Regions from separate parts of the Mus musculus genome. Here all the other regions are linked to region 5. The links are chromatin contacts, called in public HiCAR-type and promoter capture Hi-C maps. All regions are on one chromosome and are shown on one strand. The core of a region is the stretch at or near the end of the contact, and the rest is flanking DNA. Distances in the headings are between cores, read along the strand shown.

The links. Promoter capture Hi-C pulls out the DNA fragments that hold promoters and counts their contacts. HiCAR-type assays count read pairs that join an accessible place to other places. Capture Hi-C pulls out chosen DNA fragments and counts their contacts.
Region 1: a contact with region 5 is called in a promoter capture Hi-C map of adipose tissue, with 7 times the contacts expected there. The contact joins the promoter of Crybg3 here to the promoter of Cmss1 in region 5. A contact is called at or near these places in 5 of 39 promoter capture datasets (3T3-L1-derived adipocytes, hippocampal neurons, liver and 1 more), 1 of 115 datasets of contacts at active chromatin or transcription factors (large pre-B cells) and 2 of 9 other capture datasets (adipose tissue and liver).
Region 2: a promoter capture Hi-C map of pre-B cells shows a contact between it and region 5. The contact joins the promoter of Cep97 here to the promoter of Cmss1 in region 5. A contact is called at or near these places in 2 of 39 promoter capture datasets (the HPC-7 cell line and pre-B cells), 1 of 484 Hi-C or Micro-C datasets (B cells) and 1 of 115 datasets of contacts at active chromatin or transcription factors (large pre-B cells).
Region 3: a promoter capture Hi-C map of pre-B cells shows a contact between it and region 5, with 2.0 times the contacts expected there. The contact joins the promoter of Nfkbiz here to the promoter of Cmss1 in region 5. A contact is called at or near these places in 2 of 39 promoter capture datasets (liver and pre-B cells).
Region 4: a contact with region 5 is called in a promoter capture Hi-C map of pre-B cells, with 4 times the contacts expected there. The contact joins the promoter of Rpl24 here to the promoter of Cmss1 in region 5. A contact is called at or near these places in 2 of 39 promoter capture datasets (embryonic stem cells and pre-B cells), 1 of 484 Hi-C or Micro-C datasets (B cells), 2 of 115 datasets of contacts at active chromatin or transcription factors (astrocytes and large pre-B cells) and 2 of 9 other capture datasets (adipose tissue and liver).
Region 6: a contact with region 5 is called in a HiCAR-type map of astrocytes, with 7 times the contacts expected there. The contact joins the promoter of Riox2 here to the promoter of Cmss1 in region 5. A contact is called at or near these places in 10 of 39 promoter capture datasets (the 3T3-L1 cell line, 3T3-L1-derived adipocytes, the C10 cell line and 6 more), 1 of 484 Hi-C or Micro-C datasets (B cells), 1 of 115 datasets of contacts at active chromatin or transcription factors (astrocytes) and 2 of 9 other capture datasets (adipose tissue and liver).
Region 7: a promoter capture Hi-C map of liver shows a contact between it and region 5, with 4 times the contacts expected there. The contact joins the promoter of Nxpe3 here to the promoter of Cmss1 in region 5. A contact is called at or near these places in 3 of 39 promoter capture datasets (liver and pre-B cells), 1 of 484 Hi-C or Micro-C datasets (B cells), 1 of 115 datasets of contacts at active chromatin or transcription factors (large pre-B cells) and 1 of 9 other capture datasets (liver).

The regions. Positions count from the first base shown.
Region 1 is chr16:59,599,796-59,602,626 of GRCm38.p6, reverse strand. Crybg3 (beta-gamma crystallin domain containing 3) reads left to right here and starts at 1,580. Exons shown (of 22, transcript NM_174848.4): 1 at 1,580-1,882. The coding sequence starts at 1,734.
Region 2 is chr16:55,933,560-55,936,344 of GRCm38.p6, reverse strand. It overlaps Cep97 (centrosomal protein 97), which reads left to right and starts at 1,497. Exons shown (of 11, transcript NM_028815.4): 1 at 1,497-1,592. The coding sequence starts at 1,550.
Region 3 is chr16:55,820,687-55,823,500 of GRCm38.p6, reverse strand. Nfkbiz (nuclear factor of kappa light polypeptide gene enhancer in B cells inhibitor, zeta) reads left to right here and starts at 1,363. Exons shown (of 12, transcript NM_001159394.1): 1 at 1,363-1,733. The coding sequence starts at 1,448.
Region 4 is chr16:55,964,968-55,967,672 of GRCm38.p6, reverse strand. It overlaps Rpl24 (ribosomal protein L24), which reads right to left and starts at 1,398. Exons shown (of 6, transcript NM_024218.4): 1 at 1,235-1,398; 2 at 1,051-1,126; 3 at 503-613. The coding sequence starts at 1,239. It overlaps Gm6958 (MLV-related proviral Env polyprotein-like), which reads right to left. Exons shown (of 1, transcript XM_001480210.4): 1 at 2,625-2,705.
Region 5 is chr16:57,605,112-57,608,134 of GRCm38.p6, reverse strand. Cmss1 (cms small ribosomal subunit 1) reads left to right here and starts at 1,268. Exons shown (of 10, transcript NM_025599.3): 1 at 1,268-1,469. The coding sequence starts at 1,409.
Region 6 is chr16:59,470,266-59,473,222 of GRCm38.p6, reverse strand. It overlaps Riox2 (ribosomal oxygenase 2), which reads right to left and starts at 1,448. Exons shown (of 10, transcript NM_025910.3): 1 at 1,278-1,448.
Region 7 is chr16:55,893,579-55,896,577 of GRCm38.p6, reverse strand. Nxpe3 (neurexophilin and PC-esterase domain family, member 3) reads left to right here and starts at 1,299. Exons shown (of 6, transcript NM_001134457.1): 1 at 1,299-1,650.

The DNA of each region.
Region 1 (2,831 bases), core at 331-2,830, 2.0 Mb before region 5:
GTCAGCTTTATGGAAAGAATGCTCCTGCCTCAGCCACTTACCAAATGTCTGGATGAAAACTGAATTTGAAATGAAGCGAAGTTGAGTGCATAAAATTAGTATCTCTGAGATGTTTCCAACTGAAATTTGAAAGTGCTTTCACAGATTTCATAACAAAATCCTAGAATCTAGGATTCAAGAACCTGCTATTGTATGTCAAGACTCTAGGGTACAGGAAATCTAAAAATCTAAGTATTGGAAAAGCAAACATTCAATACCAAGAACTTTCCATGCCGTGAGCCTAATACTTCTGCATATACCTAGGAGACCAGTTGTAAAGAAACATTAATACGTGGACTACTATAACATTTTCCTATCAGCTAATTGAGAGAAATAGTATTATTGAAAATCAGAATTTGCCTCATAATCTTATTGACGCCCAGACACTTTTATCCCCAGACAGACTCCTTGCCTGGACCCTCTGTGCCAACACTGAGGTGTAGGACCACTTTTTGTCACAGGGCAACAGGGGGAGGCAACTGCTAGTCAGCTAACATTGCGTTGGGGAGGCACATTATTCTCCAGGCCCTGTAGCTGCATGGAAGAATTTGCTTGTCCATCTGTATCTGATCCTAATTTTTTTCTTACTCTCATACTCCTAGTTTCAGATCCAGTTGACAGATTAAAATGCCTCAAAGGGGTAGCTGTGGGTCCGCGGGAAGGCTCCTTAACCGGCACTATGATTCCTTGGGGCCGACAGGTAGACGTTCAACCTCCTCACTTCTCCAGCCAGCCACAGACAGCTATCACCCTATTTTCATGTGATTTGCCCACATAACATTTTTAGTTACTAAATGTCCCACTGTTATCTTGAACTTCATACCTCTGGAGTTTGACTTCAGACAAACTATAACAATACACCTGGGGCGAATATGGCTCTGTGTGCTTTCTCTGTTAGCAGCTCCGCTGTATAAAGTCATTTTTATCATAACCAGATATTCGTTTTAAACTAATGTTAAGGGCCTTTGGCGTTCCAGAATACAGGAGTATCTGCGCAACAACCAAATATTTGTTTCAGCATTTTTCTAGTTTGAGTCATACCTGAATCAGATTTGGTTTTGTGATCAGGGACGGTTTTTTTGAAAAAGGATTCTGGGAGTGGCCCACAGGTGAAGGGTGAGCGCTAAAACACACCTGGGTTGGTGGCTCCTCATCTGAGCCAGCTGAAGCAGAAACAAGGTGCTGACAGCAGGACAGATGGGACCTACCCTTGCAGGCTGAAACTGTCTTTAGAAAGGCTGTGCTCAGGTTCCAGGCTGCAGGGCACGCGGGTGCTGCTTCTTGCCAGGTGTTTCCCCAGACTTTAATTGATTACCCTGTTTTAAAACAGCCCTAACTCGGGAAAGGGAAGCAAAGCATTTACAGTTGACTGTTGGCCAAGCCAAGTGGGCTGCGGGCTGGGCTGGTTTGGGCGGGAAGCCGGAGCCTAGCATCCCCAGGCTGCTCCTCCCGGATCTGCACGCTGTGGCCGACAGGGCGGTCGCGGCCACTGGCTCCTCCCGGGGGCGGGCAGCTCCGGGCGCGGGCGGGAGGAGGAGCCGCACGGGGAGCGCTCGTGCCGGCCGGGCTGGAGGAGCCGCGCCGGCGGCCCGGGCCGACTCTCGCTGCGCTCAGCGAGCCAGGGCTGCGGCCACCCTCGCTCCGGCCAGCGGCTCGTCGGGGCCCGCGGACGGCGCGGCCGAGCCGGTGGGGAGATGTCCGGCGGCCGCAGGAGGGGCAGCGCCCCCTGGCACAGCTTCTCTCGGTTCTTCGCTCCGCGGAACCCTTCTCGGGACAAGGAAGAGGAAGAGGAGGAGAAGCCGGGGACCGGCCAGCCGGCGGGAGTGAGCCGGAGTGCAGCCAGGTGGGAGCCGCGGGGGCGCCGTGCGCGCCTTCCTCCGCCGCTCGGGTTTCCTCCGGTCCCGCCCTGGGTGGCTTAGATCTGGGGAAGTTCTTGCTCCCGGCCGGTGGCTTTTCCCGCCGCCATCGGGGGCTCCCGGCTCTGTCCCCTCCACTCCGGGAGGCTCTGAAGCTGCCGAGGGAATCTCGCGCCCCTCCGCGTCGTGCTTTGCCATCTTAAGGTTTTCTCGAAGTGATTCCTAAAAGAGTTGCAATCAGAGCTTTCTGAGACGACATCCAGAATCTGAAGTCTTCGCCAGATTTGTTTACAGTTTAAATGTTGCCGCCCTTCCTCCTTTCTCTCTGTCTCTCTCACTGGGGACATCTGACGGAAGCGCTCCGATTTGGGGAACCAGGGCCGGAGCTGAGAGCTGGCTCAGTTTAATGATTAGTATGTGCACTCTTGCACTCTTTCCATAATCATTTTTCCTCTACTCCTGCTGCTTTAAAGATTGACATTTTAAAAATTCGTCTCATTAAAATGCCCGTTTTTAAATTTCCTTATCAACCCTAAAGGAGAGGTGGTTTCGCTTCTTTCTCCTTTTTTTTTTTTTTTTTTTTTGAGAAGTGAAGCCAACTTCACTTGCACCAGAAGAACCTGTAACCCATGTCCTTGGAAGGTTGCCCTCTAGAGAGCTATATTTACCTCAGACTAAAGACTTGCTGATGGACTTCAAAGAAAAATGGATCGGAAACAACTGACGCTTCTAGTTCCATTACTATTTAGGGTTTGTGATTTGTTGTTAGCCCTTCGTTCTCCTTGCTTTTCCTAATTGTGAATCATTTCCAGTGTAATCACCTGTTAGCATAATACGTCTTTCCAAGAAATGACCAATTATAATTGACTGGTTATTCTACTAGGAAGTTTCAGATACTTTTGGCCTGGTTGTTGATGCTTTTAACATTCGAAGTTT
Region 2 (2,785 bases), core at 248-2,747, 1.7 Mb after region 5:
TGGCTCACAACCATCTGTAATGGGATCTGATGCCCTCTTCCGGTGTGTCTGATGTGTGTGTGTGTGTGTGTGTCTGATGTGTGTGTGTACATGTGTACTTGTTTTGTTTTTAGACAGAATCTCTCTGTTGCATAGCTCAGGCTATGATTAAACTCACTATGTAGACCAAGGTGGCCTTGAACTCACAGACATCCTCCTGCTTGCCTCTTCCAATATCTAACAATATATAGTCTTCCTCCCAACTGATGGGATTAAAATTTGGGCCACCACGACAGGCTTGCTTTGTTTTCAGACATATAAAGTTGTAAGACTGTTCTCCAAGTAAGGTGTCTACTGGTTAAAATGAAGGGGGGAATTCTTATTGTTTCTTCAGAAATAGAAAAGTATCTTTAGACTAAAGCAATGGGAAACAGAAAGGTCTTTAAGGGCAGTGATGCCAAAGGGAACCAGGAAAGAGGAAATGCTCTTAGAATTTTGAGCCTGAAAAGCTAGAAGCACCAAGTTACTGAATTTTCCTGAACAGGAATCCTCAGACTTCAGAGAGAGCCTTATAGCGAGTCATTCTATAGAGAAGCTAAAACCCTTTAAAATTAATTCAGACTTGTCAGAATGGGTAGCGGCCATAGAGACTTCTAGCAATGAGTTCTCAACATCAGTTTGTTTTAAACAATGTCCTTATAATGTGCCAGGTGGTAAAAGTGTTGAATTTCTCGAACACCAAGAGTAGCTTTTAGTACGTTGAGCAGTTGATGAAAGAAAGTGGAGCCCCCTTTGTACGATTGAGTTACCTTGTAAACCCTAGCTTAATTTTACTTCCCCTGTCAAGTTTTGTCCAAAGATTGTAATTTCTAGTTCCCGATTACCGAGTTCATAGTTAAATCAAAAAAAGATCAGCCTGTGCCCTCCCAACCAGGTAAAGTAAGTATTCCTGACTCTGGAAACTATTTTAAACTTTTTTGAATACTCTGGAAAAAGTTCTGGGTACATATGTATCAAATATACTCCTTGACCAAACTGTTCAATGTGTAAGAACCACCATTTAAAACAAAAATATCAGTTTCTGAGGCTTTAAATCTATTTAATTAGGTAAGATTGGGTAAATTGCAAATATAACGTATCCATTTGACTATGTCAAAATATTTCACTGTCATTCCTATAGAGAAGCTAAAACCTTTTAAACTTAATTCAGAATTGTCAAAATGGGTAGCTGCCATAGAGACTTCTGGCAATGAGTTCTCAAATTCAGTTTTAAACAACGTCTTTATAATGTGCCAGGTGGTAAAAGTGTCGAATTTCTCAAACACCTGGCCCTGGAGTGAAATGGTTTATCTAACAATACAGCTTGCTCACCAGATCAACTTTAGGTGTCAACCCGGGTCTTCTAAGCTTTACCTCCCACATTGTAGCCAGCAAGTCCCATCAGGGAGCCAATTGGGTCGAGTGAGTGCTGTGCATCCTGGGAGTTGTAGTTTGCAGCGCCCCACTGCTGACTACATGCTCTACAGAACGGCAGAAGACGGTTGCCTGGTGTCATTAGCAAGCGGCAAGTATGGCGGTGGCGCGAGTCGACGGGGCTCTGGCTCCGGGAGAAGGTACGATGATCCCTACCCCTAAATTCCAAAGTTTACTTCAGTATGTCATATTAAACAGTTGCTTGGTGTAAAGAGAAAGCCTGGGTTTAGAGGTGCAGTTTTGGACCAGTTCTTTTGATGAGGGGCTGTAAGCAACACGGAGGCGCACTTCCTACTGGGAGTTGTAGTCCCGCTGTCTGGTCCAGTCCCGCAACATTACTGTGAAGGCTGAATGAGGGACTTCAGTCCCCAGGAGCCTTCGCGGTGCCCGGCGCCCCTGTCCCGCGCTCTCCTTAGCCTGACTGGGGGCAGTGGGCTTCGGACTGCGGTGACCTTTCTGGGACGTTTACTTTGAGTTCCGAGTGCCCACAGGAAATTAGTGCAGCCTTTTTATTTCCCGTGCCTCTCCTTCTCGTCCGAGAACGTTCAGGAAGCATCTCATCTGAAACCGCATCACAGTCTGCTTGAACTCTTCTTTGGAAGTGACCAGTAGCCGTGGTAGAATCTGAGAATGACCCAGACACGCGTTGCTCCCCGATCATTCTGCAGGCCGGGTCCCGGGGTCGAGTTTGGTCTTTGTTTGGCAGAGCCCAGGTTGGGGGGTGCGCCTGTGCTTGGGAGATGCCTCCGTGGGGCGCCGACCTCAGAGCTTTTGTTTTGGTTACACTCTGAGGCGTGGTAGCAGCTGGCCCGATTGGGGCAGAGCAGGGTAGGTAGAGTTGAGGCTCATAACCCGGAGACCCTTGAGTTCCTACGGGAAGGAGTTCGGCTAAAACATGTGTCGACACTTAGGAATTGTGTGCGGACGCTAGGTGCGCTTTTCCAGGACAGTCTAGTTTTCATCTCGAAGAAGGGGCTCACGACGCCTCACGTGATAAGAAAACCGAAAAGCATTGAAACCCTCTAGGAGCGCAGAACCGAAAAATTACATCCCAAGGTAGCTCCAGTCTGATCGAAAAATTGAAATTGGCAGTTACTCAGGCCCCGCCCACTCTGATAGCTTCTTTTCTCAACCTTCCTAGCTCACCGAGAACAGCAGCAATAAGCACTTACAGAGCCATTCTCCCCGCCCCCAAAGAGCCAGATGATATTTTGGATGCCTTTCTCCCATTATCTCATGTTTTTATGTAGAACAATGTTTATATTATATTCTCACTCTTTTTCTTTTTTCTTTTCAAAGCCATGGTCTCATTATGTAGCTGTGACTGATCAAA
Region 3 (2,814 bases), core at 114-2,613, 1.8 Mb after region 5:
TTTCTACTTACCTCTTTGCCACTATCTCTTCTTCTAGGTCACTTTTTTTTTCCTTCTTCTTAGGCCACTAGGACTCCCCTCAGTCTCATCTTCTCTAAAACTGTTTCATTTCTGCCAGCTTCAGATTCCCTCACGTTAAAGTTCTAGTAACTTCGCTGGTCCCTGTAGGTGCTCCGCTCAGGTTACCTTTCACATTTATGCTATTTTCCCTTTGGCAGTCCTAAAAGGCACTGCGGATTCTTCCCTGACTCCTGGCCTTAATTCTTGGCAGATGATTTTCCTGCAAACGCTTTAGGGCCATCCTTTAGGGCTCATCTCATTCTTTGCGAAGACTTCCCCCTTCTCCCCCTCTCCACAAGAAAGTCTCTTTTTAGGCTGTTCACTGAACTTTGTACCTCTCACGATGTTTAATCATAGTCAGTTTCTTTTCATCGGTGTGTGTATACCTTATCCCCACGTGTTAAGATGTTACTTGAAAATTTAGACTTAATCATTCATTCTTTCTCTCCCTTAAAAATAAACTTCCCTTGACGGTTCGCTAGTTGGATTTGCGGCGGAAGTATAAACATTGAAAAAAGTATTCAAGGTAGAGGCATCAAAATCCCTGTGTTTATCAGGACTAGGTCAAGTTGTGCAGAATAAAACGTTACATAATACGTAAAAAATAATATAAAACATACAAAGAATATACACGCATATATGCGTATTCATCATTTTGCTAGAAGCTTTTTTCTAGTATTGAAGGATACGAAAGGGTAGTCATTGCTGTTTATTCTAATACTGTACTAAAAAAAAAAAAAAGATTGCTTATGGCCCAGATATGAAGTTAGAGAAACTGCAAGAGCTCTGAAATTGAGTCCAGGCCAGAAAGTCCGCGGGCAACCGCTTCCAGGTTTGGAGGCGGGCTAAATGTTGGAGGCAAGGGAGGAGACTGAACTCTGCACGCACCGCTCTGGCTTCCCACTCCCCGAACTGGGCGGACCTGTTCTTGCAGCAGCCCGGGGCTCCCGCTCGCCCCCGGGCATCGCAGCCCCTGCGCAGACAGCGGTTGCCGCGGACCCCGGGCCCCTGGGGATGCGGTGCGTCCAGCGAAGGCCAACCGGGGAAACTTGGAGCTGGCCCCGACGGGGGTTCGGGGCGCGGGTGCTAGCCGGGGTTTCCAGGTGAGCCGCCGGAAAACAACCGGTCGGCCCGGGCGGGGCGGGGCGAGGGCGGAGGGCACATTGCCTCATCCCGGGCATTTTACTGGAAACTAGACACATCCGGAGGCGGGGCGGGAGGCAGCCCAGGCGCCGCCTCACCGGGCGGAGCGCGGAGGAGGAGGTCAGTTCATTTAAATAGCCCGGTCCCCTCCGGGCGCGCACGTACTAGTCGCTCTGCCGCAGCCAACCGCGTAGCCATCCGGTGGCGCAGGTGTCTGGGGACCCCGAGCGCCTAGCCTGGGAGCATGATCGTGGACAAGCTGCTGGACGACAGCCGCGGCGGAGAGGGGCTGCTGGACGCGGCCGGCGACTGCGGCCTCATGACCAGCCCGCTCAACCTGGCTTACTTCTACGGCGCCTCGCCTCCTTCCGCCCCCGGCGCCGGCGACACCGGCTACCTGTCCGCCGTGCCCTCCGCGCCCGGCTCGCCCGGCTCCGACTCCTCCGATTTCTCCTCCACTTCCTCCGTGTCCTCCTGCGGGGCCGTGGAGTCCCGTCCCAGAGGTGGCGCCCGCGCCGAGCGCCCTCAAGGTACCCACCCGCGAGATTCCTTGCCCCTCTATTCGGGGTTCACACGCTGGGAGGATGGGGAGGGACTTCCCTCCACCCCCCCCCCCCCCCATAGTCGAGACGTTAAGCGGCCCCTGTGACTTCCTTAGCGGCCGGACAGACGCGAATAGTCATGAGTGATTAGATGCCTTGTCCTGATTCTGGCACGTTGTCCTTGCCTAGACCTCTGCGGAGTCCAGCGCCCAAGGGACCCTGAGGGCTAGCGCGCTGGCTTCCTGGAAAAGAACTTGAGAGCCTCGGATTCTCTTTTCTTCCATCTCATAACCTTTTCCCTTTTCACTTCTCCCCCGACCTCCGAATTCAAGAACCTCTGAGAAATTATAACACTATTATGAGGTTTTTGGAGCTGATGGAGAGAGATGTAGTTTCCTTCTTGTAACTCTTTCAGTGAGAAGCAGTGGCAGAGGGTAAAGCGTTGGGAACTGGATTTTTAAGACACCCGTATTCCTAATCTATTTGTAGGGATGAATCAAAGAAAACCCACTTTTCGGGACGTAGAGGAAAGCCTGGTTCAGAAAAGTGATTTAGTGTTCTGCGCTTAGTTTACGATGTTGGCGGTTCAGAGGCCTGCTCAGAATTCTGATTTTCTCTGTGTGCTTGAGAATGGAAAAGTTACATCTAGCGAAGCCCTTTCTTTAGCTGCGGGTTGTATGGTTTCCTTTCTTCACGAACCGAGTTGCATAATTTGGGGGGGTGGGGGAGGGAGAAACAGGATGCAGCTGTGGGTAGATTTAAACACCGCCTAAATTTTCTCAGTTGTTGGAGCTTCTCATCGCAATTATTTTAAAGAATGACCCCTTGCTGTTCCTTAACACTGGCTACTCATAAGCTTTGGTTGTCTTTTATTTTTAAAAAGTTATTTTTTGATTTAAAACACTGTGCCTTAAGCCACAGTGTTGCCCACAGCTCCCTGAAAAGCGCGGTGTGCGTGCTTTGACAGCCCTTTCTGAAGTTTGTAGGCCCGTGGACATCTGGCTGAACCCATCGATTGTTTCTAGTTCTTGGTTTACCACACAAGCCATGGGAGATTCCTGAAAGTGCG
Region 4 (2,705 bases), core at 149-2,648, 1.6 Mb after region 5:
TTTCACTAACTCTGTACTGCGTGCTCTGCTTTGGGAAACAAGGTTTTATGTAGCCTAGGCTGACTTTGAACTACTGATCCTCCTGCTTCTACCTCCCAGACACTGGCATTACATGAGTGGGCCACCATGCCCACTTAACATATTTCACATCTGGGACCACTGTTTACTATAATACCCAGCTAGAATCTATTTAACGAGGCTCACACATGCCAAGCCTAACTATTAGCTGTTGTCCTAGCACCACACCTCCACCCAGAGCAACACCTACCATCCCCTAAGGGCCTCTTCAACCCAAAATGAAGCTTACAGAGAGGAATCATTTCAAATTTCAACACACAGCTTGGAAGGCTATGGTACCCAAGGCCACACTAACAAGTTCTGCTACTGTCTGATGGTTTAGTTCAAGAGCACATTGCATAGTTTTGTTTAACCAAAATTTAACCTGGCAAAATCTGACAGTGTAACTTTAAAAGAGGCTACTAGCAAGCTGCATTCCACTTACCGACTGCCCTTTCTTGTGTTTCCTTCTGTAGAGGACAGTCCAGTTTATCTGCCGAGGATTCCTTTTGGAAAGGAATGCTGACTCACATTTTGCATTAAGAAACTGGAAAACCTGCAGTTAACAAATTCAAATTAGTCATCCTTTTACACAAAGTGGAGACTGACGTCCTCCTCCAGCTTTATTCTACTTCTCTCTTCTCAATATATAAATATATAAAGGAGGCAAGAGACCTCTTTGTGACACAAATGACAGGGTGGCATCAATGCTACAGTCTTCTCAGGAGCCGAAAAATCTACACTAGTCGCAAAGGGTCGGGTGGCGCTAAACTCAAAGAAATCTGGCTCTGAGCCCTCTCCGACTCCAAAAGACCTGAAGCCCATTTCCCTTTCCCATTGGTTACATACAGCACTCATTTCCAGCCTGGTTTACACACCATCCATATTCCCTCAAGTTTCCCATCCCACACGCGGTCCCGGGGCCTTCGGGGAGAGAGGACCGTCCTTCTACTCCCAGCGTCCCGAGCCGCGCTCGGCCCAGCCGGCCTTTACCTTCCCGTCGGTCCTGGCGTAGCGCCGCCCGTGTCCCGGGTAGATCTTGTACCCGCTGAAACTGCACAGCTCGACCCTGGAAGGAAAAGGCGAAGCTCGTTAGTATGTGCGCTGCAAAGAGGAGCCATCCCCGGTAGCTCGGCCTCAGGATGGAGGCGGATTGGGACACCGGGCGCCCGCTTACTTCATGGTGATAGATGTCGGCCTGCCGGGGTAAAGATGGCGAAGAGAAAGAAAGAATCATGGGAGAACCTTATAGGGCAGAGGGAGAGAATCTCCTCCCTAAATTCCCTTCCTTGACCCCGGCGCCCAGAGATGATGTCACTTCCGAGCGCCCAGTCTGTTTCCTAGCAACAGCTTTCTTCCTACAGCATTGGCGGGGAGTGGGTTTGAGGTGTTCGTTTAAGGTCCAAGTTGGTTCTTGGCTTGGGTTCTGTGCCATTTTATTTCCTCCAGGCTAGTGTTCTAGAATCTAAAGCCAGCATTTCGCAGGATTTAATAAACAAGAGACAAGGATGTTCTACGTGTCTTTCCTCCTCTTACGAAGCCCAGACCAGTTTTTATCTCGCAGGTAAAACCTGAAGGTCACTTTTTGCATTTGGCTTTGGATTATTCCTTGAAACAAAAATAAATCGTAGCGGCCTGCCGGGCAGTGGTGCCGCACGCCTTTAATCCCAGCACTTGGGAGGCAGAGGCAGGTGGATTTCTGAGTTCAAGGCCAGCCTGGTCTACAAAGTGAGTTCCAGGACAGCCAGGGCTGCACAGAGAAACCCTGTCTCGAAAAACCAAAAAAAAAAAAAAAGAAAAAGAAAGAAAAAAATCGTAGCGGCCGACAGCGTGGCCCAGGGATAGCACGAGTGGTACGCAAAACCCTGAATTAAATCCCCACCTCCAAAAAATATTAGAGCCCGCCACTGTGGGGCAAGCTTTTAATCTCAGCTCTCTGAAGACGCACTGGCAGGCTGGTCTACATAGTAGTAAGAGTTCCAACGGTACATAAATAGTGACCCCCTGTATCAAAAACTAAAAGTAATTAATCACTAGTTCAAATAGATTGCCAACACTTGTAATACGAGCACTCAGGAACTAAGGCGGGACTACTACAAGTTTGAGGCCAGCCTTGGTTACAGTGTGAGACCCTGTCTCAAAACCTGAAGTTACGAGTTGGAAAGGTGAGCAGGTTAAGAATACATACAACTATTGAAGACGACCAGAGTTCAGCCACCTGTAACTCCAGCTAGCTGCCTGACCCCGAACTCATGAGTGTACTTACATACACACACACACACACACACACACACACACACAAACACACACACACACAGGCAAAAAAAGAAAAAAAGAAAAAGAAAAAAAAAAAAAAAGAAAAGCTATGCTAGCCAGCCGGTGGAGGCACAGCCTTAATCCCAGAAGAGTCAGGCTGGTCACTAAGACTTTTGAGGCCAGCCTCGCCCACAGGGAGTTACAAGACATCCAAGGCTACACACAGACCTTGTCTCTAAAAACCGAAAATAAAATAAAGGAAAAATAAAGTTATTTTATGGGGCTGGAGAGATGGCTCAGCAGTTAGGAGCGCTGGCAACTCGTCCAAAGGACCTGACTTCAATTCCCAGTACCCAGACGGCAACTCAATAACTGTAAATCCAGTTCCAGGG
Region 5 (3,023 bases), core at 19-2,518:
TCTCTGGAAATTGCTATCTTGTTATGGTTATTTTTCTAAGAACAGCTCATTTTGTTTTGGCAGCTGTAGACTCAGTCATTTTGACTGCTATGTTTCTGAAAGTCCCTTCAGAGGGGAAGAGGCTGGGTGGTCTTGAACTTATTTTGGATTCTACAGTACCAGATATGGGTGTTGGAGTTGGAGGTGGGGTTAGGGTAGGCTAACTTATAAACCCAGATATCTATTTACTGGTAACAAAACAGTTAAAGGGAAGATACAATTTATATTGTTTATTCAATAGAGCTTGTATTTTTTTCTATAAAGGGTGAATTAGCAAATACACGAAGTATGAATGTATAGACGCACCATATTAAAGCCACTCTTTCTTTCTGGTTAGTTTATGTTGTCCAAAGCGTTCTACTATAAAAGTAACTTATGAGCACCGGTACAAACAACTCAATCGCTGCATTTGGCCTGTGGCCTTCCTGACCTCTTAATACCTGTTGTCAGGCAGATGGCTAATGGAGATGACAGAAACAAATGTACTGTTGAATAAAACAATTCTCCTCCTCCTCCACAGGATGTCTCTGCAGAGTCTTGGGTGTCCTGGAACTCCCCTGTAGACCAGGCTGGCCTTCAACTCAAGGAATCTGCTTGCCTCTGCTTCCCAGATTGCTGGGATTAAAGGCGTGCGCCACCACACCAGGCCCCAAGTTCTATTCATGTTCCAAGGGCCATGGTACTGAATGGGACAGATCACAATCCAAGTCCTCTAAAGAGAATATCAAAACCTGATTAAGTATTTTAAATAGAGAAGTGGTATGTTTCAGGTCTTCAGGATATTCGTCCCTCTTAAGTTGTAGAAAAAGAGCAGCAACGTTCACATGTACAACCAAGTTCCGACATTCATCGTCAGCAACTCTCAGGTGCGTTTCTAAGGACAAACTGCACAGGCGCTGGAACGCCAGAACCCTGACAACCAAGTGAAAACACATCCACGTGCTCGGGTCTCCTCCCGCGGTGCAAGCTCTTTGAAATCCAACAGAGAAAAATCGTCTTAGCATCCGTTCTTGCACTTTCGACATCGGCTTTTCGGCCATAAACCAAAACAAAATACTTAAATATTAAAAAAAAATAACCCAAACCGATGGTAACTCTTTTCTTGTATTTCTAGGCTCAACAGAGCATTTATTTGGAGTTTCTAGGCCGATCTTGAACGTCTGAGCCTGTGTGGAAACGGCGACACCCCTGGCTGCCGCAGCTGGGGGGGCGTGGCGTCTGTGACGTCATCTCCAGTGGCGCGGGCGACGGAGTTCCTTGGTTTTTCCGCGTGTAGCGTTGCTAACGCCGCCAGTGAAGCTGAGCCCAGGAGCGCGAGCGGCCGCCTTGCTTTCATCTGGTTGTCAGTTCGCGTCCGGGTCTCACGGGGATGGCAGACGATCTGGGAGACGAGTGGTGGGAGAACCAGCCGGCAGCCGCCAGCAGCCCAGGTAAGCTCTCGCCCGCCTCCCTCGTTCCTCCTGCCCTGGTCCTCGCCTCAGCTGCCTTACCCGCGTGTGGCAGTCGTGGCGGTCTGCCCGGAGGTGGAGCGCGGAGCCGTGGGAACATGGGACGGCGCGGGAACTGGGGAGGGACAACACCGTGTCACACGTGGAACGAGAGGGACCCCGTCGCCGCCTGCCAGTCTGAGAGGGCTACTTCCTGCGCTCTGGTTTTCTAGACTTTTTACTATTTTCTTGAGACTAGATAGACCGTTTCTGTACAGTTTGTCATAGTGGTTACCAGTAATCCCTGAACTAGGTTCAGATTGGGAATTCAAATCACAGACTCTGATACTCCGACACATTCTCCTTTTTCCTCACGTGTGAAAGGAGTAATTCTCTCCAAAAAATTGTGAAGATGTAGTGAAGGTAATTTAAAGTTGTATAGCACAACACAATTTTTGGCGTGTAGTATATGTACAAAATATTAAAGTAGCGTGTTCTTTATCATGTGTAGTTCGAGCCAGCAAGGGGCTTAACTCTTCTGCTTTACAGCAAATTCTTTTCTTTTCTTTTCTTTTCTTTTCTTTTCTTTTCTTTTCTTTTCTTTCTTTCTTTTTTTTTTTTTTTTAGACAGGGTTTCTCTGTGTAGCCCTGGCTGTCCTGGAACTCATTCTGTAGACCAGGCTGGCCTCGAACTCAGAAATCCGCCTGCTTCTGTCTCCCAAGTGCCGAGATTAAAGGTGTGAACCACCACTGCTCGGCTCCAACAGTTTCTATTATGGTGTACTATGTGTACCCATTCTGTGTGCAGTAGGCATTTTATTTTCAAGTAAAGTAGCATTAAGTAACCCCCCCACTCCAGTGGCCTTGAACATTTCATGCCCCATAAGACTTAACCATGCGATAGCTACTTCTATTGTTACTGTCTCAAGTCACCCTCCAAGGATCCAAGGTCCACCTGTCTCTAGTTTTAGATGGTAGGGTCAATGTCATATTTCCATTTATTTTGATCTCAGTACCATCTCACATGATAGCAAACAGAGTTAACACGTTTAGACCATTTCTCAGTGTGAAACTGAAAGTTACAGCATGGGTTTTGTGATTTAAGGGGAACAGAAGAGTAGAGTGTCAGTCCAGTGGCGAGTGGCAGTCTGGATCCCAGGGTTGAGACTAGACTAGGGATGACAGAAGTAGGAAGCTAAAAGTCAGGTAATCTGTAACTCTCAGTCTCCCCATCGTTTGAGGAGTGTTTCTCAAATGACTCAGTAGCTTCTTCTGAGTCTTAGATGCCCCCTCTCACCATACATGTAACAAGAAAACCGGAGTGTTCAGAAATGCCAGGAGACAGTGGATATGACAGTAATGCCAGTTTTCATTTGTTGAGCTCTTAGTATGATCTAAATTCTGAAACTCTTAATTCTCCTGCCTCAGCCTACCTATTGCTGTCATGCATTGTTTTTGCTGCTTTATGAGCACTAGATTATTCATCTTTGTAAGTGTACAGAGAAGTAGTTATCTTTATCCCTGTTGTATACGGGAGGAAACAGAAGCACTGAGATC
Region 6 (2,957 bases), core at 199-2,698, 1.9 Mb before region 5:
TAAGAATCTACATTTTAGGGCGACCTAATTTTCCCATGGTAAAACTTAATGACAAGAAGCCACAGAGTGTCTTAAGAGATAGCTACCTCTACCTTGCACAAACCTAGCCAAGTATGGCACAAGACAGTTAAGTCAGAATTTTTCTTCACTTTTTCTTCTTAGCAAATTCTCAAAAGCCTTACTCACTAGCTCCCCAAACAAACAAACCCCCCCCCCCCAAAAAAAACCCCATGACCACCACCACTTGGGAAAGACAGGAGGAGGAGGAGGTTTGCACAATTAGGACTATTATTCTGTACAAGTAACCATAGATATCAATACTCACTAGCAGCCCTGGCAGGGACGTCTCTCTCCATGGTAGCAGTATTTTACCAGCAAAGCGTGGTACACGCTAATGTCTAGATGCACACATCAAACCTAGTGGAGTACCACTTCTGATGCTGGAGGCAGAAATCTACATTCACAGAAGTCCTTAATGAACGAATTGTAGGCCCACTAACCTAGAGAAGACTAGATTGAACTTAGCTCAATTAATCACACCTGACAGTAGTTATACACCATGGGCCTGAGAGATGACTCAGGCGGTAAAGACACCTGCTGTCCACTTAGTTTAATTTCTGAGACCCACATACTGGAAGGAAAGGATTCCCTCAAAGTGTCCACCAACCTCCACCGGTACATCATAGCCTGTGTACATCCACACATAAAATAAATAAAGTGGTGAAATACTTTTTAATTATATATTGCTTGTAAGAAAATCACCAGGCTAACTGAAAGCAATTGTCTTCAGCACCCAGAAAAGTTTTCATTAATTCAGAGATGTCTCACTGAATGGCAGTTATGTTTTTTTGCAGCTTTATATAAACAGAATACGAATTATGTGTATTCGGGGGGTCCATGAGGTCACGAAAGATGCAGCCCAAAAGTTCAGAGGCATCCAGGTATTAAAAAGGAGCTGGTGAAACCCAACTCCCGGCGCCGGAAGTTCAGATCATGACCGCTGGTAGACTTCCTGAAACCTGTTTAGTCACTTGTTGGACATCCTGGAGGCAGGCAGGCAGACAGGCAGTCTTCCTCACGTGGAGATAAAAAGGCAACCTACGCTCCAAGTCCCGAGCTGGGCGACAGTCCCCGCGCCCCTCCTCAGTCCGCGACCGTGGTCCCTGCCCCTCCCCGTCTGCGCGCGCAGCCTGGCTCTAGCTCGCCGGCGTGTGCCGCCCGCCACCAGTCCGGCGGTGCACGTGGCCAGGTCCCCAGCCCTCAGCCACCCGGCTCACCAGTTAGGCCCCAGCCCTCCAGAGCTGCACTTCTCAGCCTGACCCGCGTCCCACGCGCTGCACCGGCACGGCCTGTTGCGTGTCTTCCGCAAGTTGACCCAGCTAAGGCATGGAAGGGCGCGACGGCGTGGTCACGTCCAGGGCGGGCTCCCGAGACGCGGCCCCGCCCACGAGACGCGACCCCGCCCACGAGACGCGGCCCCGCCCCGGACTTCTGGCTCCGCCCCCGGACCACATCCCTGCTCCTGCCTACAGCTACAGGCCTTCCCCTGCTCTGGCCTATGAACCTAAAGGTCACAGAACGTGAATGTGCTTTTTATAGTTGCTACCTTCAAATCTGAAGTTAGAGGGAAATCTATAAATTTGGACAGTTCCCTTTATTAACACACACATACAAGAACATGCTTCTTGAGAGAGTGCTTGTACTCCATCGGTCCACAAAAGATCCAAAACCGTCATTGTATATGGCTTTAATATGTATACGATTGTTATTAACTTAACAATTTTTGTTTGTTTGTTTGTTTTTTGAGACAGGGTTTCTCTGTGTAGCCCTGGCTGTCCTGGAACTCACTTTGTAGATCAGGTTGGCCTCGAACTCAGAAATCCGCCTGCCTCTGCCTCCCGAGTGCTGGGATTAAAGGCGTGTGCCACCACGCCCGGGTAACTTAACAATTTTAGTACCAACCATTTTGTTTAGACTTCATATATTTTCATTCCAATCCTTTTAAGTTTTTCTTTATTTTAATGTCTCAAAACTCACACCCAGTGACATACTTCCTCCAGCAAGGCCACACCTATTCCAAAAAGGTCTCATTTCCCAATCCTTCTCACATTGTGCCACTCCCTAATGTCTACACATTCAGATATATCAGCCTATGGGAGCCACTACTCCTTTTTAAACCATCACAATGCCTGAAAATAAGTCTTAGTGCCAAAGTGTTTTGCATACATGCATGTTTTTACACAGTTGGTTATTTATTAGGTAATGGATTAGCAACTGAGTATCCTCAAAGCATTGGGGTCTACAGAGGGGCAAAAGAGGAACAGTCATGAAATCATATATGACAGTAATTAATAATAAAAAAATCTTTGTTTTTTTCTACATCCACATAGAGGTCAAATTATTTTATATGAAGCATAGCACAGTAATATAATGTATATTAACCAAGTAAAACTTATGAAGAATTTCATCAGCACAAGTGGCTACAATCAAAGGAGCTAATGATAATATCATGAGAGAATCAAATAAAAAATACTTCAGAAAAAGTAGGGTAATATTTTGAGTTGATGTGTTGTATAACTTGATGGCCCTTGCGCAATTAATTACTTCGTTGTGAGTTACACTATACACCATCCTTCATATAAATGAACAAGAACAATTAGATTACTTCAATCTCAGCCGAAACGTGACCTAGAATAACATAGAAAGACAGATAAATGATAGATGGTAGAGATAAAAATTCTATCTTCAAAATGAAATATAGATAAATTCTATATTTAGAAATATAGAGAAATTCTTCTCAAAATACAGACCACATCAGACTTTAAGATCATTTTGTAGACCAGCCATATTTACAGTTTCTACAAGTCATTCCTTTGTCTTGTATTTCCTCCTACTTTTCATTTACATTATCCTTCTAAATCACATTCAATGATTGGAACTCATTGTCACAAAATAGT
Region 7 (2,999 bases), core at 50-2,549, 1.7 Mb after region 5:
ATTCCCCGGAGAGTGGTTGACCTATCAGGGTCCATACCCTTAGGAAAACAGTATCTCCTGTTCCCAGATGCCATCATTGGGTCTTCAGTTAATGTGTGTGTACACATGAACCCTTTGTCCTGCCATGTGAGAATGTTGGTGGGTTGGTTTTGTTCAAGTCTTGTAGAGGCAAGCACAGGTGCTCTGCGTTCATGAACCCAGTGGTCTTATTATGCCCCGAAGACAGTTGTTTTGCTTCTGTTCTTCCTGACCTCAGGCTCTTATAGCTCCATTGTCAATAAATATAATGATAATTAATGACAGTTGGAATTCATATCGATTCTACTTCAACTTGGGACTAAGTCTGAGGGCAGACTTTTTTTTTTAACATTTTTTAAAAAGATGTATTTATTTAATGTATATGAGTACACTGTAGCTGTCTTCAGACACACCAGAAGAGGGCGTCAGATCTCATTACAGATGGTTGTGAGCCACCATGTGGTTACTGGGAATTGAACTCAGGACCTCTGGAAGAGCACGCAGCCAGTGCTCTTAACTGCTGAGCCATCTCTCCAGCCCCAGACTCCACCCCATCCCCCAGCATTTTGCTCTGGTTAAAAGTAAGTCCAACCCCACTGTGCTCTAAGCCAGGAACGTCTTTTGTCCCACACAGGCCTTTCTGTCCTCTAGAAACTCCTCTCAGTATCTCAGATTCACCAAGCTGCTTTTGACATAAAACGTCCAAACTAGGGTAATCCAGCATTGAGGGTGGTTTGGGTGGAATATCCTGGCGCTTTTGCCAAGAACTAACTTCAAAGAGAGAAGCTTCAAGATCTCTATGCTCACGTTTGGCAAGCAGTGTTTCTCTGGTACCAGCAGCTCCGCCACTGCTAGGCCAGCATTGTGGTTAGTTCTCAGGAAGAGAATCGGTTGAGGGGACGCTCCGGGGAAACGCTGATGTCCGAAGGTCATCTGTATTTGTGTCTCCAAAAGGGTCCAGCCCTCGGGCTAGAGTGTATCTCCGGAGGTACACAGTCATCCTAACCCAAGCTCCCTGGGGCGGTCGGGTAGCACAGGCAGTGCCAACTCCTTGTTTCGCCACTGGGCACATCACTCAGCTTGCGCGGCTGTCAGTCAACATCCCCGCTCCGCCCCGCCCCGCCCATAGTCGGACCAATCGTAGCCGGGGGTCGGGGGTGAGGCTCCGTAGCGCGGTCAGGAAGCCGGGAGAGAACAGCCTGGCGCGGAGGCCCCCGATCGGAGCGTCCACATCCCGTGGGAGGGCGAGCGGCGAGCGAGACCGGAGACCCGGTGAGTGCGAGCTGCGACTATGCGCGCGGCGGGGCGGAGCCTGTCCCGAGAGCGCCCGGTGCGGCGTGCCTCGTGCGCCCCGCAGCTGCAGAGCCCTGTGTTCCGCGCGCGGACCTCGGGTCCCTAACGTCCCCGGCCGGGTGTAGGGAGCTGCGGCCCCGGGAGTCCCAACTGCGTTCCAGAGCCCGGGAGCCGAGGCCCCGGTCGAAGACGCAGGCAGAGCTTCAGCCCTGGGCTGCGACTGCCAAGGTCCGGATGATCCGAGCCGCTGCAGAGAGGATGCAGGGCGAGCCTGAACATCTCCATCCTCAGTTTCTCCACTTGCTGCAGCGCCGCAGCGCCTGGTAGCAGGCACCTCAGGTGACCTGTACCCGAGAGCGCAGTCAGGCCCCTCTCCTCCCCCCAACCCCCACCCCTTACTTCTCTTCTTTTTTCCACTCCCAGTGCAGAGAGCTTGGCGACACTGCACTTGGTCCCTATCGCCAGTCTCATCGCTGCTGTGGCGCCAGCTGCTTCTTATCTTGTTGTCTCCTCATACTTTGGACTACCCAGGCCTTACTGAGCTGCAGTTTTGGAGGCATCAGAGAAGTCATGCAGGGAGGAACATGTGTGTGACAGTCCTCTGTGGGATGTTGAGATCTTGGCTTGTGTTCTGTCTCTGCTTGACTCAAGTTCAGAAGGGCAGTGGTGCTCAGAGAGGTTGTGAGGCAGGATTTTGCAAAAATGTATATGAAAGTGTAATTTCCCCCTTGCTTTTCATCAACAATAGATTATTGCCGTGTTCCCAATGGATGAAGAATCACACTGCCTGGTGATTGTGTTCTCTTCCTGTAGGCATTATGTGTCATTTGGAATATTAGGGTGTCTTTGAAGCTGGCAGGTTGCCAGGACCCTCATGACTGTCTGATTCCTCTCAGGGGGAGGGCACACCATACTTTAACCCAGCAGTGTGGGGGGCTCTGTCCCCTTTTGACTGGGCTTACTATCTTCTTTCCATGTCTGTTGTTTTCATAATTTCTTCTGGGTTGACCAAGTGTGTAATCGGCTACTGAGAAAGGAGCTGAAGGAAGGTCACTGAAGAGGGAATGGTTGTTCCTAGTGCTCCAGAATCCAGTTGTCCTGAGAGACCATGGCAAGGCACAGTTCAAAATTCATTTTAGTACCACTAGCCCTTGCCAACTGAAGTAAGCAATGCCCCCTGGCCACTCTATTTAGTGGTTCTTCTACTTGGCAGTCTACTGTAGCTATCTAAGGGATATCAAGGGTTTCAAAGTAAGCGATGCCAAAGGATCCAAGCCTAAGGTGTAGACATAGGAAAAGCAGAACCAGCAAAGGTGTTGGCCTCCTAAGGTGTAAAGAAAATTCATTTGCAGAGAGCAAAGGCCAAGGCCAAACGCTGGAATGTGGTTCTACCTTGTGGCTCCTGGGGGATCAGACTGCTGGGCTGGTCAGGGCACTTTTATCTGCTGAGTCACCTCACTGGCCCCTTTTTACAGAATTATCACTTCTAATAACCGAAGAGCCTACCTTTACAAGGTAGCAACTACCCTCAGGTTACACTTAACAATGTCTCTTACCTGTTTCTAAATGTATACCCTCGTCTCTCACTAAGGTCTATAATAGTGTGTGTTTGATTTCCAGCCAAAGGCTACTGGAGCAGTAGGTACTTTAAAGAAGCCTTTATCAGCACTGACACATACTTTATCAGA